Regions from separate parts of the Macaca mulatta genome. Here all the other regions are linked to region 1. The links are chromatin contacts, called in public Micro-C maps. All regions are on one chromosome and are shown on one strand. Each heading gives the region's core, a stretch centred on a gene start, on an enhancer-like site or on the middle of the called end of the contact. The rest is flanking DNA. Distances are from core to core; before and after follow the strand shown. Region 1 overlaps IQGAP2 (IQ motif containing GTPase activating protein 2). Region 2 overlaps SV2C (synaptic vesicle glycoprotein 2C). Region 3 holds the start of IQGAP2 (IQ motif containing GTPase activating protein 2).

The links. A called contact is a pair of places that touch in the nucleus more often than the background predicts.
Region 2: a Micro-C map of CD4 T cells shows a contact between it and region 1, with 6 times the contacts expected there. The contact joins two enhancer-like sites. A contact is called at or near these places in 2 of 14 Hi-C or Micro-C datasets (CD4 T cells and liver).
Region 3: a Micro-C map of CD4 T cells shows a contact between it and region 1, with 11 times the contacts expected there. The contact joins the promoter of IQGAP2 here to the enhancer-like site in region 1. A contact is called at or near these places in 3 of 14 Hi-C or Micro-C datasets (CD4 T cells, fetal cortical plate and liver).

Annotation. Positions count from the first base shown.
Region 1 is chr6:82,902,911-82,907,256 of T2T-MMU8v2.0, forward strand. The region is part of intron 2 of IQGAP2 (IQ motif containing GTPase activating protein 2); the gene reads left to right. Among named protein-coding and RNA genes, the nearest start is that of F2RL2, 82 kb to the right of the region's middle. Within about 2 kb of position 2,536, at least 9 of the 40 cell types and tissues checked have an H3K27ac peak or open chromatin away from gene starts, as enhancers often do. A contact at or near this core is called in CD4 T cells, where this site is marked.
Region 2 is chr6:82,688,055-82,692,400 of T2T-MMU8v2.0, forward strand. The region is part of intron 12 of SV2C (synaptic vesicle glycoprotein 2C); the gene reads left to right. Among named protein-coding and RNA genes, the nearest start is that of IQGAP2, 72 kb to the right of the region's middle. Within about 2 kb of position 2,202, at least 8 of the 40 cell types and tissues checked have an H3K27ac peak or open chromatin away from gene starts, as enhancers often do. A contact at or near this core is called in CD4 T cells, where this site is marked.
Region 3 is chr6:82,759,598-82,763,943 of T2T-MMU8v2.0, forward strand. It overlaps IQGAP2 (IQ motif containing GTPase activating protein 2), which reads left to right and starts at 2,220. Exons shown (of 36, transcript XM_015140297.3): 1 at 2,220-2,873. The coding sequence starts at 2,828.

The DNA of each region.
Region 1 (4,346 bases), core at 1,286-3,785:
GGCAGCCAACAGCGCACTGGGATGAGAACAGGGAATGACTTTATAGCGTCAACCTGGGATCCATGAAAGGAGAGGGTACCATGAACAGAAGTAAGAAGAGAAGACCAATTTGAGCATGCAGAACATCAGGGCTACTCTTAGCCTATAGTGCCTTTTCAAGAAGGAAAAGATGTTCCCTCCTCCAGGCACAGGACCTGGCCTGCAGCACACAGGCTGGCCCCCGGGCTAGGTTCCGGTGTACAGTGTGCCACCTACACAACCATACATGATAGCCCTGGGGAAGATTCCTGTAGAGCAGCAAGGTTCCCAGGAAGTAATAAGGTCCCAACACTTCATCAAGGGCATAGCCAGACTCTAATGTCTAATGAGTGATAGTGCTTATTTCTGTATTGATTGCAGAAAAAGCCATCATGTAAGAAAGGCACCTCCTTTTGAAAGACACCTATCTTCTCCACACATATCACAGCTTTTCTTTTTTTTATCGTGATGAAATATATATAATGTAAAATTTACCATTCTAACCATTTTTAAATGTACAATCTAGAGGCATTAAGTACATTTACAACATTGTGCAACGTCACCATTCTCCATTTCCAGAAATTTTTATCTTGCAAAGCTGAAACTTTGTATCTATTGAAAATAATTCCCTATTCCCCCTCCTCCTAGCCCCCGGTAACCTCTATTCTACTTTCTGCCTCTGTGATCTGCCTACTTTAGGTACCTCATATAAGTGGAATTATAGAATATATGTGTCCTTTGGTGCTTGTCTGGCTTTTTTACTTAGTGTCATGTCTTCAAGTTTCATTCATGTGGCGTTTATCAGAATTTTATTCCTTTTCATGGCCGAATAATTTTGTATTGTATGGATATATACCACATTTTGTTTATTCATCTGTTGATGGGCACTTGAGTTGCTTCCATGTTTTGGTGACCATGACTGATGCTGCAATTAATTTGGGGTGCAAGTGTATATTTGAGTCTTTGCTTCTAATTCTTTGGGGATATTATAATACCTATACTGGATCACAAAGTAATTCTACGTTTCACTTTTTGAGGAGCCACCAAACTGTTTTCTACAGTGGCTGCCCCATCTTACATTCCCACTAACAGTTCACAAGTGTTTCAATTTCTATTTCTCATCATCCTCACCATCATTTGTTATTTTTTGTTTCTTTAAAACCAGTAGCCATCTTAATAAAGTAATATTGCCTTATGGTTTGATGTGCGTTTCCCTGATATCCCAGTTCTACTTTTATATAGCTGCTTATCATTAAGAAAGCTCTATTTTTCAAGAATGCTGGAAAGAGCAACTTCTCCCCTACAAACTCATAACCCACCTTCACCTATGTGAGAACATACAGAGCATAGTTTCACCTCCTTTGAAATACTGTAATAAGAGTTTTAGATGTGATTGATTCAACGTGCAGAATGTTTATTTTTCGTGCATGTGTGTGTGTGTGTGTTTGAGATAGTGTCTTGCTCTGTCACCCAGACTAGCACAAAGTGATGCAATCACAGCTCACTGAAACCTCACCCTCCTGGGCTGCAGCAATGCTCCCACCACAGCCCTCTAAGTAGGTGGGACTACAGGCATGCAACACCATGCCCTGCTAATTAAAAAAAAAAATTATAGAGATGGTGTCACACTGCTGGGCACAAGTAGTCCTCCTGCCTTGGCCTCCCAAAGTGTTGGGATTACAGGTATGGGCCACTGTGCCTGGCCACTACTTTTCAGTTAGTTGTGAGCATTTAAAAATCAGAAGAACTCATAAAAAATCTGAATCTTCCACTTTTTAGGAAATCCCAAAGCTCAGGCCCTTGTGGTCCACATTTTCACAAGTAGCTGTGAGCTAGAGCCAAGTTGCTTACAACTCCCACCCAGCCAGCTTTGTTCCTTACCAGTACCGGCCTCACCCCTGCCAGGTACCTGTTTCCAAGCCCTGTTACAGTGGATTTTCTGAGGCTAAAGTTAGTTTGGATTTATTCCAACTTATATAAATAATTGAGGTGATTAGATATGACTAATACTTCTGTTCTACCTAGCTACTTAATACCTCCACTGACACTTCCTTGCGTGATAAAATCTGAAATCTCCTCATTTATCCTTGCATCCCTTGAGCCCCTTGAGGGACGGGTCTTATCAACAGATTGGTTTCTACTGGTTAAAAGTTGCTTTAAATCTGTTTCCTCATACCTGGAACAATTGGATATCATGTTTTGCATCTGCCCATCAGGTAGATACACCCTTTTAGCTCTACCACATTCTAACATAGAGTGGCTCCTCTGTTATTGCTACCTAATTGTAGGCCTCTGCTTGCTAGTTGTGTCCACTGTTTATGTTATAGAGAAATCTTTTCACATATACAAGGACTTTATATCTGTGTGTGTGCTCATTCATTTAATAGCCTTTGTATGTGCTAGAGTTAAGGCATAAGAAATACAAATGTTTCATGTCTGTGGTCAGGAAATACAGTTAGCAGTGGCTGTAGCTGTTTAGATTGTGACGATGATAATTGGCCGCTTCAGATCCTGTGTCTTACAGATAATCAGTACTGGAAGGTGTAGGGTGAGGCTGCGTCACAGCCATGAAATGGAGGCATTGTGAAACCCAAGCCGGCCCAGAACACCCTCGCAGCATGATTTGTTATTGCACAGAGCTGGCTGTACTGCTGCTCAAGCCATATTTCCTGAAACTTAAGAAGGCCAGAGTGGAATAGAGTTCTCTTATAACCAGCTCCTCTTCCCTCAAACCTTCGCATGACACCCCTTGTGGTTTTCAGCCCATCTCTCTGTGTGGTCGCTAATGACTTCATTAAAGGTGAAGCGTTTCAGTGATCAAGAGCCAGTGCTGGATGGTGGTCAGAGGGATGTAAATGTGCAAGTGGGCCTCGGAGCCTGGGTGGACCAGCCTCCTCGCCTCCGCTCTCAGGCGTCTCGCCCTCCGGCATGTTTCTCTGAGGAGCTGCTGATCATTTGCCCAGATGATGGAGCTGGGAACCTCGTTGTCACCAAGTCAGTCCTGATGATATGTGCTTCCTGTCAGGGAAATCCATGGTGCATGTGTTTATCTTCCGCTTCTCAGCCAGTTTCTTTCTGCATCTATCAGTCTCTTCTTATCTGTCTTCTTTTTCCTAACTGGGCATAGTAGTCAGTTGTGAGTTTGGACTTGTATTTTCTTATTTTGTAACAGTTTGTTTTCTGGCTTCATCTTGCCCCTCCGTCCTAAAAGCTCCACTTGTCTTTTATTTCTCAAGGTAGGTGGGACGAGTTTGGATTTTTTTTTTTTTTTTTTTTTGGTCAGGTTGATTTACATTTCCCCCCATTAGGGTGTGCCATGGAAAGAAGTTTTCTCCATTTCTGATGTCTATGTCAATACAGAACAATAATGAAATTGTTAGGCAAGTGAAATGGTACTTAATGATCTGTCTGGAAACTCCTAGGCACCTGCAAGGCTTTCTGAGTGAGAATTCACTGTGGGTAGCAGTTCACATGCCCCACTCCTGAACATGTGTAGGAATGGGTCCCCGTAGGCATCACTTTCTAGCCAGTCCAAAGCCACGCTCCCCTGGCGGCCCATTGTCATCTTCCTGCTCCCATAGGCACGGCACCCCAGATGTCTGCTGATCTGACCAAAAAGCTGGCAGACAGGAAATAAACTGACTTCTAAGATAAGAACCTTCATTTGAAACAATTTTTAACATGCCTTCTTTGTCAAGGAGTAAAGACCCTGAATCCCCCAGGGGTTCCTACAGCCCATGAAGGTTCACAAGAGAGTCTACAATCCTCAGAGCCAAGAAGCACTGAGACACAAGAACAGGGCCACTTGACAGAGATAGCAGTTCCCAGCCGACTTGGGTCCTAGGAGGATATTCTGGGTGGCAGGGCTCTAATTGATTATTAACCTACATATAAAATCAAGGACGTATAGCCAAGCACAGCAGCGAATGCTGCCACCTTGTGAGCTGCCTGTGGTTGTGCTGGGTAGAGATGGATCTAGCTAAGGCAAACCAGGATGTAGCTTGGAGAGAACTTGGTCAGATTTTTATTGCTTCTGGTATAGTTGGAACACTTTACTTCTTAAGTCTACTGTGTAATGTATGTATACAGAGTGAGTGGTTGCTTAATTAAGTGCTCTAATTTTTTTTTTGGTCATATATACACGTGGTACAAAATTTAAAAGGCCCAAAGGAGGGGACAGTGAAAATTGTATCTTTCTCTCACCCAGTTCCCCTTCCCAGAGGTAAACACTATTGCCAGTTTCTTTTGTAGCCTAGTGGGAATAATTTCTGAACAGTTATCTATACTTTATAGATAACTGTATAGAGATAGAACTATATGTAGTTGTA
Region 2 (4,346 bases), core at 952-3,451, 220 kb before region 1:
GGGTCTTGCTATGTTGCTCAGGCTGGCCTCAAACTCTCTGGGTTCAAGAAATCCTCCAGCCTCAGCCTCCCAAAGTTCTGGGATTACAGGTGTAAGACACCGTGCTCAGCCTGTCATACATTTTAACTTTGGAATGAAATTTTTTTTTTTTTTTTTTTTTTTTTTTTTTTTTTTTTTGAGACGGAGTCTTGCTCTGTCACCCAGGCTGGAGTGCAGTGGCCGGATCTCAGCTCACTGCAAGCTCCGCCTCCCGGGTTTACGCCATTCTCCTGCCTCAGCCTCCTGAGTAGCTGGGACTACAGGCGCCCGCCACCTCGCCCGGCTATTTTTTTGTATTTTTTAGTAGAGACGGGGTTTCACCGTGTTAGCCGGGATCGTCTCTCGATCTCCTGACCTCGTGATCCGCCCATCTCGGCCTCCCAAAGTGCTGGGATTACAGGCTTGAGCCACCGCGCCCGGCCGGAATGAAATTTAAATTTCCATTTAAACATAGATGTTTCTGAAATCATGGGAATTTACAAAACAAAATAACAAGTCACTCTTGTAAAGAGATGAGAAACTGCTCAATTTTTCTATATCACCGTCTCCACCCTTTGCCTGGGATAAGAGGAGGTGGCCCAGCTTTTTCCACACTGAGCAGAGGTGACCTGCCTCTCTCTAATGAACTGTGCTTTATGCCTGTTTTGTTCCTGAGAGAAGCGTTTGGATAGAGTAGAATTAAAGTTTGATTTAAGAGAGCCTTCCTGAAGGGTATAGTGGCTCATGCCTGTAATCCCAGCACTTTGGGAGGCCAAGACAAGAGGATTGCTTAAGCCCAGGAGTTCAAGACCAGCCAGGGCAACATAGGGGGATTCCCCATCTCTACAAAAATAAAAATAAAAATTAGCTGAGCATGGCAGTACACAGTTGTAGTCCCAGGTAGCCACTCAGGAGGTTGAGGTGGGAGGATCACTTGAGCCTGCGAGGTGGAGGCTGCAGTGAGCTATCATTGTACCACTATACTCACCTGGGCAACATAGCAAGACCCTATCTCTACAAAAAATAAAAATAAAAATTAGCTGCGTATGGTGGCACACATCTGTAGTCCTAGCTACTCAGGAGGCTGAGGTGGGAAGATTGCTTGAGCTCAGGAGTTTGAGGCTGCAGTGAACAATTACTACACCACTGCACTCCAGCCTGGGGAACAGAGCAAGACCTAATCTCTAAAAAAATGAAAAAGACCCCTCCTTCCAACAACGTTAAACCACTAGAGATGTTTCATACTCCGTACAATTTTTTCTCTCTTTCTGTTCACAATACGTTGGGACTTATAGGCGGAGTGGGAGTCAATGGGAGCTATGGTAAGAAAGTCAACAGAGGGCTGGAGGAACAATACCAACAGCTAGGATTCTCTACTCCCAGATTTGCTAACAAGCATTGATTTGCTCCCAATATACAACACAATCTGAGTGAAGATCATTGAAAATCTAGGATTTTTTGGTCTAAAGTTGGAATCGTGGAAGGCATTTTCTCAACCTTGTTCATGTCTCTTTCCTTTGCAGGGCAACAGGCTTTGGCTTCTTAAATGCGCTATGCAAGGCAGCAGCCGTCTTGGGAAACTTAATATTCGGCTCTCTGGTCAGCATCACCAAATCAATCCCCATCCTGCTGGCTTCTACCGTGCTCGTGTGTGGAGGACTCGTTGGGCTGCGCCTGCCTGACACACGAACCCAGGTTCTGATGTAATGGGAAAAAAGCCATCCTTCCTGCGTTTCTTCCTCCTGCCCTGGGTCAATTCTCCTTCCTGACTCAAGGCTTCAGAGTTTTCCTATATAGAAAGGTGATCAAGTATCAGAACATAAACACTTGCTGTGACTTAAAATTTAGAAGCATATCATCTTGCCCCTTTGTGATTTTGCACAGGTTTTGTTTGTTCGTTTGTTTGTTTTGTTTTAATGCATTATTATCTTTCCAAACTGTGATGCTACTGCCTCCCGCAAATCAGTGGAAGCATTTCTAAAATGCCCTCGGCAGCCAGGCTTCCCTGGGGTTGTGCTTATTGAAAGTTTAGAAGCTAAGAAGGCTGGGCTGGTGTAAGAAATAGATCCTGCTCCTAATTTAACATTAACAGGAAATATAAGTCGGCACATTATTGCATTTGTGCTGAGAAGAGGGATTCTTTTTTTTTTTTTTTTTTTTCTGACACAGTGATATTTCCTGTTTACTTAGAAAAGGACACCCAGTAATTCTTGCTGTTATAGCAGAGCCTTTCAAAGAAAACCATGTGGCACCAAACAGGGCTGGGTGGGGCTCTTTGGGGCAAGACAATTAAGGTGACTCTGCTGACAAGAAAAATAAAAGCTCTGCAATTAGCAGCAAAAATCTGAGTGAGCTGCATAAGCAAGATTTCTGTCAGAAAGCCCAATTAAACCTCTGAAGAGTGTGAGGAAAAAGGACTGTAACAGTGTCTGTGATTGTGGCACGTGGTTCAGAATGTTTGAAAATCAGAGATCCGAGAGAGAGCTTCTGCCTCCATTTACCACCCCCACTCCTTCAGCTGCCCTTGGTCTTGCCAGACAGCAGAATCAAGGAAAGAAAGCTGCTTCTTAAAAACTGTCTGCCTACCTGATTCGGCCACTTACCCACACTGTCTCTAGTCTAGAGATTGCCAGTGGATACCTAAACTGTAAATTGCAAATTAGGAAGAAATTCACACCTAGAGCCATTTGGAAATACAAAATGGTGCCTCTTTCTGGTACCTCTTTTCTGTGGGACTGGCCCACCAGGACCCCCACCTCACCTGCCCCGCAGTTGACATTCAGCTTCCCCGCTGGCATCACCAAAGCGGGTTTGTCCCTCTGGCTTCCCCAGGGCTGGCCCACTGCTCAGTGCGCTCCTAGCTCGCTGTAAAATCACAGCCTGCCCGCACTCCTGAGGGGCCTTCTCACAGACAGACCATCTCCTGTGGTTGTTTGGCTGCTCATTTTACCTCTGGAATCTGCCTGGGCCTGGAAGAAAGAGGTCAGCCAGGACATTCCCACGGGCCCGCTGTCAGCTACATGACCTTCTCGCCTCTCGGGCTCCCCTTCCCCCAGGCTCGTCCTTTTTACACATCTTCTTTGAAATCTGAACCTTCCTTGTAGACTTGCAGCCAATCACCAGAAGCCAGGAATAAATCCCATATTTAAACAATATTCCTTTTTTAACTGCCTCGTTAGAGGTTTCTTCTTGTTACTTATTATAGGCATTTTCAGGCAAGCCATAGCTGGGGGCCCCCAGGAAGGGAAAGCTTTTGTTTCTACTAATCATTATATTCAGAGATGTCCTAACTCCCCTGAGGCCCCCCTGCCTCCCCCTCCCCTTCCTAATGATCCCTCCTAGAGCTCAGACTAAGTGAAAAGCTTCTTTCATTAACATAAGCCATTAATCGACTTCCCCTTGAAGTAATTCAGGTCTGCAGAGGGGGGCAGACTGGTATTGGGGGCAGTGGGAAGAGGGTGGTTCCCTGGGGATCTGTGATCAGGGCTAGAACATCAGGAAAACCTGAACCAAAAACTGCAAAGGTGGCAGGAAGAAGAAAAATCACTGAAGGCTAGACAAGATGCATTTGAAAGATACCAACAGCGCAGGGAAAGAAACCACTTTCTCTCACCTCTGCCTCCCATCAGTTTATTGGAGAACAAAGACAGCAGTCAAACAACCCAAGAAAGTACCCTGCATGTTTTTCTTCTTCCACATGTACTCATTTTCCCACCTATCCATTCCTGATTTGTCTTCTTAAAAAAGATATTTGGGGACCTGAGTAGATCTTTTAGTTGAATGCAGCATGTGCAGAGATAACTGCAAAAGCCAGGAGTGCATCTCCATCAACCCATCAAAAGAAAAATAGAAATGCATGTGGACATCACTATCTCTAGTCCTCTGTGATAGTTCACTTTGCTTACTAGACTACCTTTACTTTTTAAAATGTCTCTAATGTCTGCTCTGGGGTCTAAATGCATAAAACGTCTCCCAAGCTGCAGAGCACAGTTATTCGGAATTTTATTTGAACACTGGGTTGAGTCAGCACAGGATAAACCAGCAAAACATTACTTCTTGAGACCTCCCATCCGTGTCCCCTGCAGAAGGACTGTTCTTGGTCTACTTGTTACCTAATCCAAGCATCCTTGGTGGCCTAAGAGGGATGTTTTCTAATCTCCTGGACAGTCTGTGGTCACAAACCTTCTTGGTCACCACCTCTCCCACCTTTTATGCACTCTTCCCTGCCTCCTTGAGATTGTTCACCACCTTGATTTTCTAAGAGAGCTCAAATCATTTCCAAAGTATGTGGTGTGGCCTGTCTGGCTTGCTCTGGATTTAGCTGGAGA
Region 3 (4,346 bases), core at 970-3,469, 140 kb before region 1:
AAACATTACCCATGACAGGGCCTTGAAGCCACCTCAGATTCTTCAAAGAGCTGAGCAGCTGGAACATGAAATTAGAACTACTGCCCTCCCAATCACCTATTTATACTTTAACCTTCACTTTCTACTATTAACAGATATTTACTCTACTTAATCTACTTGTTAGTGTGTGTAATATCTATACATGTTGATGGCACCAACTTGAGTGTATTAAAATACCCCCTTCATCTCCCTTACTGATGTCAGCCTCATGGAGGCTCTTCTTACGTCTCTCTTCAATCTCTGTCCAGACCCCTTCCACGGGGCATCAACATCTCCAAGTTGTTCCATCCCAACCTATCTTATGACCTGCTAAACTCCCTTGCATTCTGCAGCTTCCATACTCAAAACCTTTAAGATCTCTTGAATGTTTGTACGATAATCTCCAGTCCTCTTAGCCAGACACTCAGGGCCCTCCACAACCTGATGACAGCTTCATGGCTCCAATCCAGTCCAACCAATCCAGCTCCAACCCAGCCCTGTGCTCCACCTCATTGTCTCTTTCCCTTGGATGCTCTCCATCCAGCTTTTACCACACTTCCACTTCAAGCCACACTTTCAAACCCTATCACCTTCCTGGACCATTTTAGTTTACGGTGATTTTCTGCCCACCTCTAAATATATAGACTACTCATTTATTTGGTCTCTAAGTCATACACTTACAAGAAAATTAGTATGTGTTAAGTACTTAATTGTTAACACTTCACAAATGGAACAACAGAGATGGAATGAACTTTAGACATCATTTAATTCAGCATCTCCTGACATGCAGGAAAATCGCCTTTCACATTTCTCCTCTGGGTGAATATCGATTGACAGGGTGCTGTGCCTCAAATGTGGCCATTTCACCTTTGAATTGTTCTTATACTGAGAGGCATCTGCTTTTTAAGAAAGGAAAACCCAATTCATCCCATTCCAAACAGGTGAGAATCTAATGCCACCAGGGGGAAAAAAATTATTTTGCTATCCGTCTGAATTGAGTTCCCTGTGTACAGTTTACGTCCCTGTGCGCATCTACTACTCACAGAGCTACTCTAAGCACGCTCTGCAGTGTCAGCATCACCTGGCAGTATGCTAGAAATTAGAAATGCAAATTCATGAGCCCCAGCCCAGACCCATTGAGTCGGAAATTCTGAGGGTGGGGCCCAAGAATCTGAGTTTCAACAAGTTTGAGAAGGACTACCTCTCCTATCTGAAATGGAAAACAGCTGGTCATCCTCTGTATCCTTGCATAATAAAAAATGATTAGTGTCACTATGCCACCATTTCCTTAGCGAAACAATTTTTCTTTCTTTTTTTTTCCCCCCCGAGGGTCTTGCACTGTCACCCAGGCTGGAGTGCAGTGGTGCAATCACAACCCGCAGCAGCCTCGTCCTCCCGGGCTCAAGCAATCCTCCCACCTCAGCTTCCTGAGTAGCTGGGACTGCAGGCGCACCCACCATGCCCGGCTAATTTTTATGTTTTCATTTTTTTTGTAGAGACGGGGGTCTTGCTATGTTGCCCAGGCTGGTCTGGAATTCTTGGGCTCAAGGGATCCTTGTGCCTCGGCTTCACAAACTGCTGGGATTACAGGCGTGAGCCGCCGCGCCCGGGTCTAAATAATTTCTTATCGCCCTCCCTCAGTTTGTTTTTCCTGTTATCGGGTCACCTACACATTTCACAATTGTCAAACAGGTGAGGGCACAGATACAGAAGCGTCCCGCATTCCCTCCAGATTTTATCACGCTGAGGCACAAAGAGAAAAATAGCTCCTGGCGACCGCATGAAAACCCCAATTTCAAAACAGCCACATGCAGTTTAATTTCCTTAAAAGCTTAGCCGGAAAAGGTTTCTGTGGCTTGCGACCCCAGCTGGGCTTGAGCGAAGGCTCTGCACATTGGGGCAGGGGCGGGCACAAGGTGATCGGAGGGAGGGGGATGACTCGCAGTTGTGTTTTGAGTGCTTGCTTGGGTTATCTTGTTCCTCCAGCACACATACACTCAAGTTTCTTGTCATAAGGGGAACCCTGTTATTTTGTAGACAAAAAGTGACAGAAGCAAGTTTCGAAGCAAAAAAAAAAAAAAAACACAAAAAAACAAAAAAACAAACAAAAAAACAAAAAAAAAACAAAAAACAAAAAAAAAAAAAAACGAAGACGACGAACAAAAGTCAACGTGAAATCTCCCCAGAGGAAAAGGAACCGCGCTGTTTGTCCCTCAGTAACTGAGCAACACCCCGGACACGCAGGGCTGCCTGTGACTTCTGCGGTTTTTCTTGCACTTCTCCGCGTTGGTTCACTTCCACCCTCGAAACGCTCCAGAAGCGAGAAATAAGGCGGGGCGGCCGCCACCCCCAAGCCACCAGCTGTGCGGGGGCCCCAGCTGCAGGGGGTCCCGGCCCAGCGTCCCTCTCGGCCCCTTCCCTCTCCCCCGAGGGAGAAGGGGCGGGTCCACGCGGCCTGGGCGCTGCGGCCGGTACGCGGTAGGGGTCGCTGCGTCTCGGCGCGCGCTCCCACCGCGGTGAATAACGGGGCCTGGCTGGAGGAGAAAGGAAACCTGCTGCGGGAGGCGGCGGCGGCCGGCCAGGGAGCGAGGGAAGAGAGTTCACTTTTACTCCAGTGTCAGCACGCGGCGGCCGTGGCTGGCGCTGGCGAGAGAGCACCGAGGGAGCGGGTCGCAGATCTTCGGGCGGCCCCGAGAAATCGGCGAGAGGCGGGATCCGAGCGCGCCGGCGGGGCGCAGAGCCCGCGAGCCTGGCCAGCGAGGGGAGCCGCGGGGGGCGCGCCCCGGGCGGGCCCCCGGAGCCGCGCAGGATGCCCCGCGAAGAGCTGCCGTCGCTGCAGAGACCCCGCTATGGCTGTAAGTGCGCCGGGCGCGCGGGGTTCCGGCTGGCCTTGGGGAGCTCCCTCCCAGAGGACGGCGTAGGAGAAGCTGACGGAGCCGGTTGCGCGGCGCAGAGGGAACTGGAAGGCAGCGGCTGCGCGGCTGGCAAAGTTGGGAGCTGGAGTTGCAAAGGGCAGTGAACCGCGTCCCCCCGCACCCCCCATTCCTAATATCCAGCTGGCAACCCAGACCCTCCACTCTGCATACCCCAAATGGGTGGGTGGGCAGTGCGGGGGTTGCGCTCTGGGACAGACCAGGTTGGGGTTTTGGGGGTATCAGGTGAGGAGTCCGCGGAGCTCCGGGCCGCCACCGGCTTGGGCCAGGGGGTGGCGTAAGGCACCGGATTCTTCCAACCCAGAAAGGGGGGAAAGTTTGTTTGCTGTGGCTACAGGTGGGCATCACAAGTAGGGCGCCGGCGCACTCTGCTAGTGCAAAGTCGGCTTGACTGGAAGGGCGGGCGTCTCCTCCTGTCCCGCGCCCTCGGACTTCACCTGAGCCGCTAGAGCCATTGGCCTCACAGGTGTGTGTCCCTCCTCGCTGAAACCCCCTAACCCCTTTCCTCCCCGCTCCCCTCGCATGGGAGGATTGCTGTGTGGAGAGGATGCGGCACTAGGCTCCGGGGAATCCGGTGGGAGCCCGCGTGACTTGAACGAGATGGTGTCGATTACCCAGCCAGGGCTGCCCTCGGAAAGAGGTTGCTTTGGCCGTTCGTGAGTGGATGGAGCCAGATTAACACTAACCACGTGGCTTCATATGCAGAGTTCAGAGTCCTAAACATGTGCCAGGAAGCATTTCCTTTAAAACAAACAGAAAGTTGGCCCGCTGTCTCTCCAAGGTGGCCCTGTCAGTGAACCCAAGGCCGAAGACCACAGGTTAATCTTTGCCCAGGCTGGCCTTGGTGGCAGAGGTACCAGGTTTGGGTTAAGGTGGTGATACCTTCAGCAGGGTGTTGTGTGTGTGTGTGTGGTTTTGGGTGGTGCTTAAGGCCACTGACTTGCTTAACTGAAAAAGGGCTGCTCAACTTGTGTAGGTTCTTTCCCCTCCTCCCCGCTGGCCTGTCGAAGATGGGAGGTTATCTTTCCTGTGTTACCCTTGCAGTGAGGGGCAGGCCTGAGGGCTGTAGCCTCTGTACTCTAATGCATTCAGCAGTTGACTGAGACCCAGCGTTTTGCCTTTTGGTAAACCACACAGACAGCAGAGCCTCTTGGGTTCAAGGAGGAACACTGTGCTCATTCAGTGTTTGCAGTGCCAGCCTCAGGTGGGACCCAGCTTTTTGCCTTTTAGTAAACCACACAGACAGCAGAACCCATTGGGTTCAAGGAGGAATGCTGTTCTCATTCAGTGTTTGCAGTGCCAACCTTAGGTTGATGGAAGTACTTTAATGTGACAAGCTCTCAGAACATATGGTGGCTTCACTGTGTCAAATGGTAAGATAACCACAAACTTCTG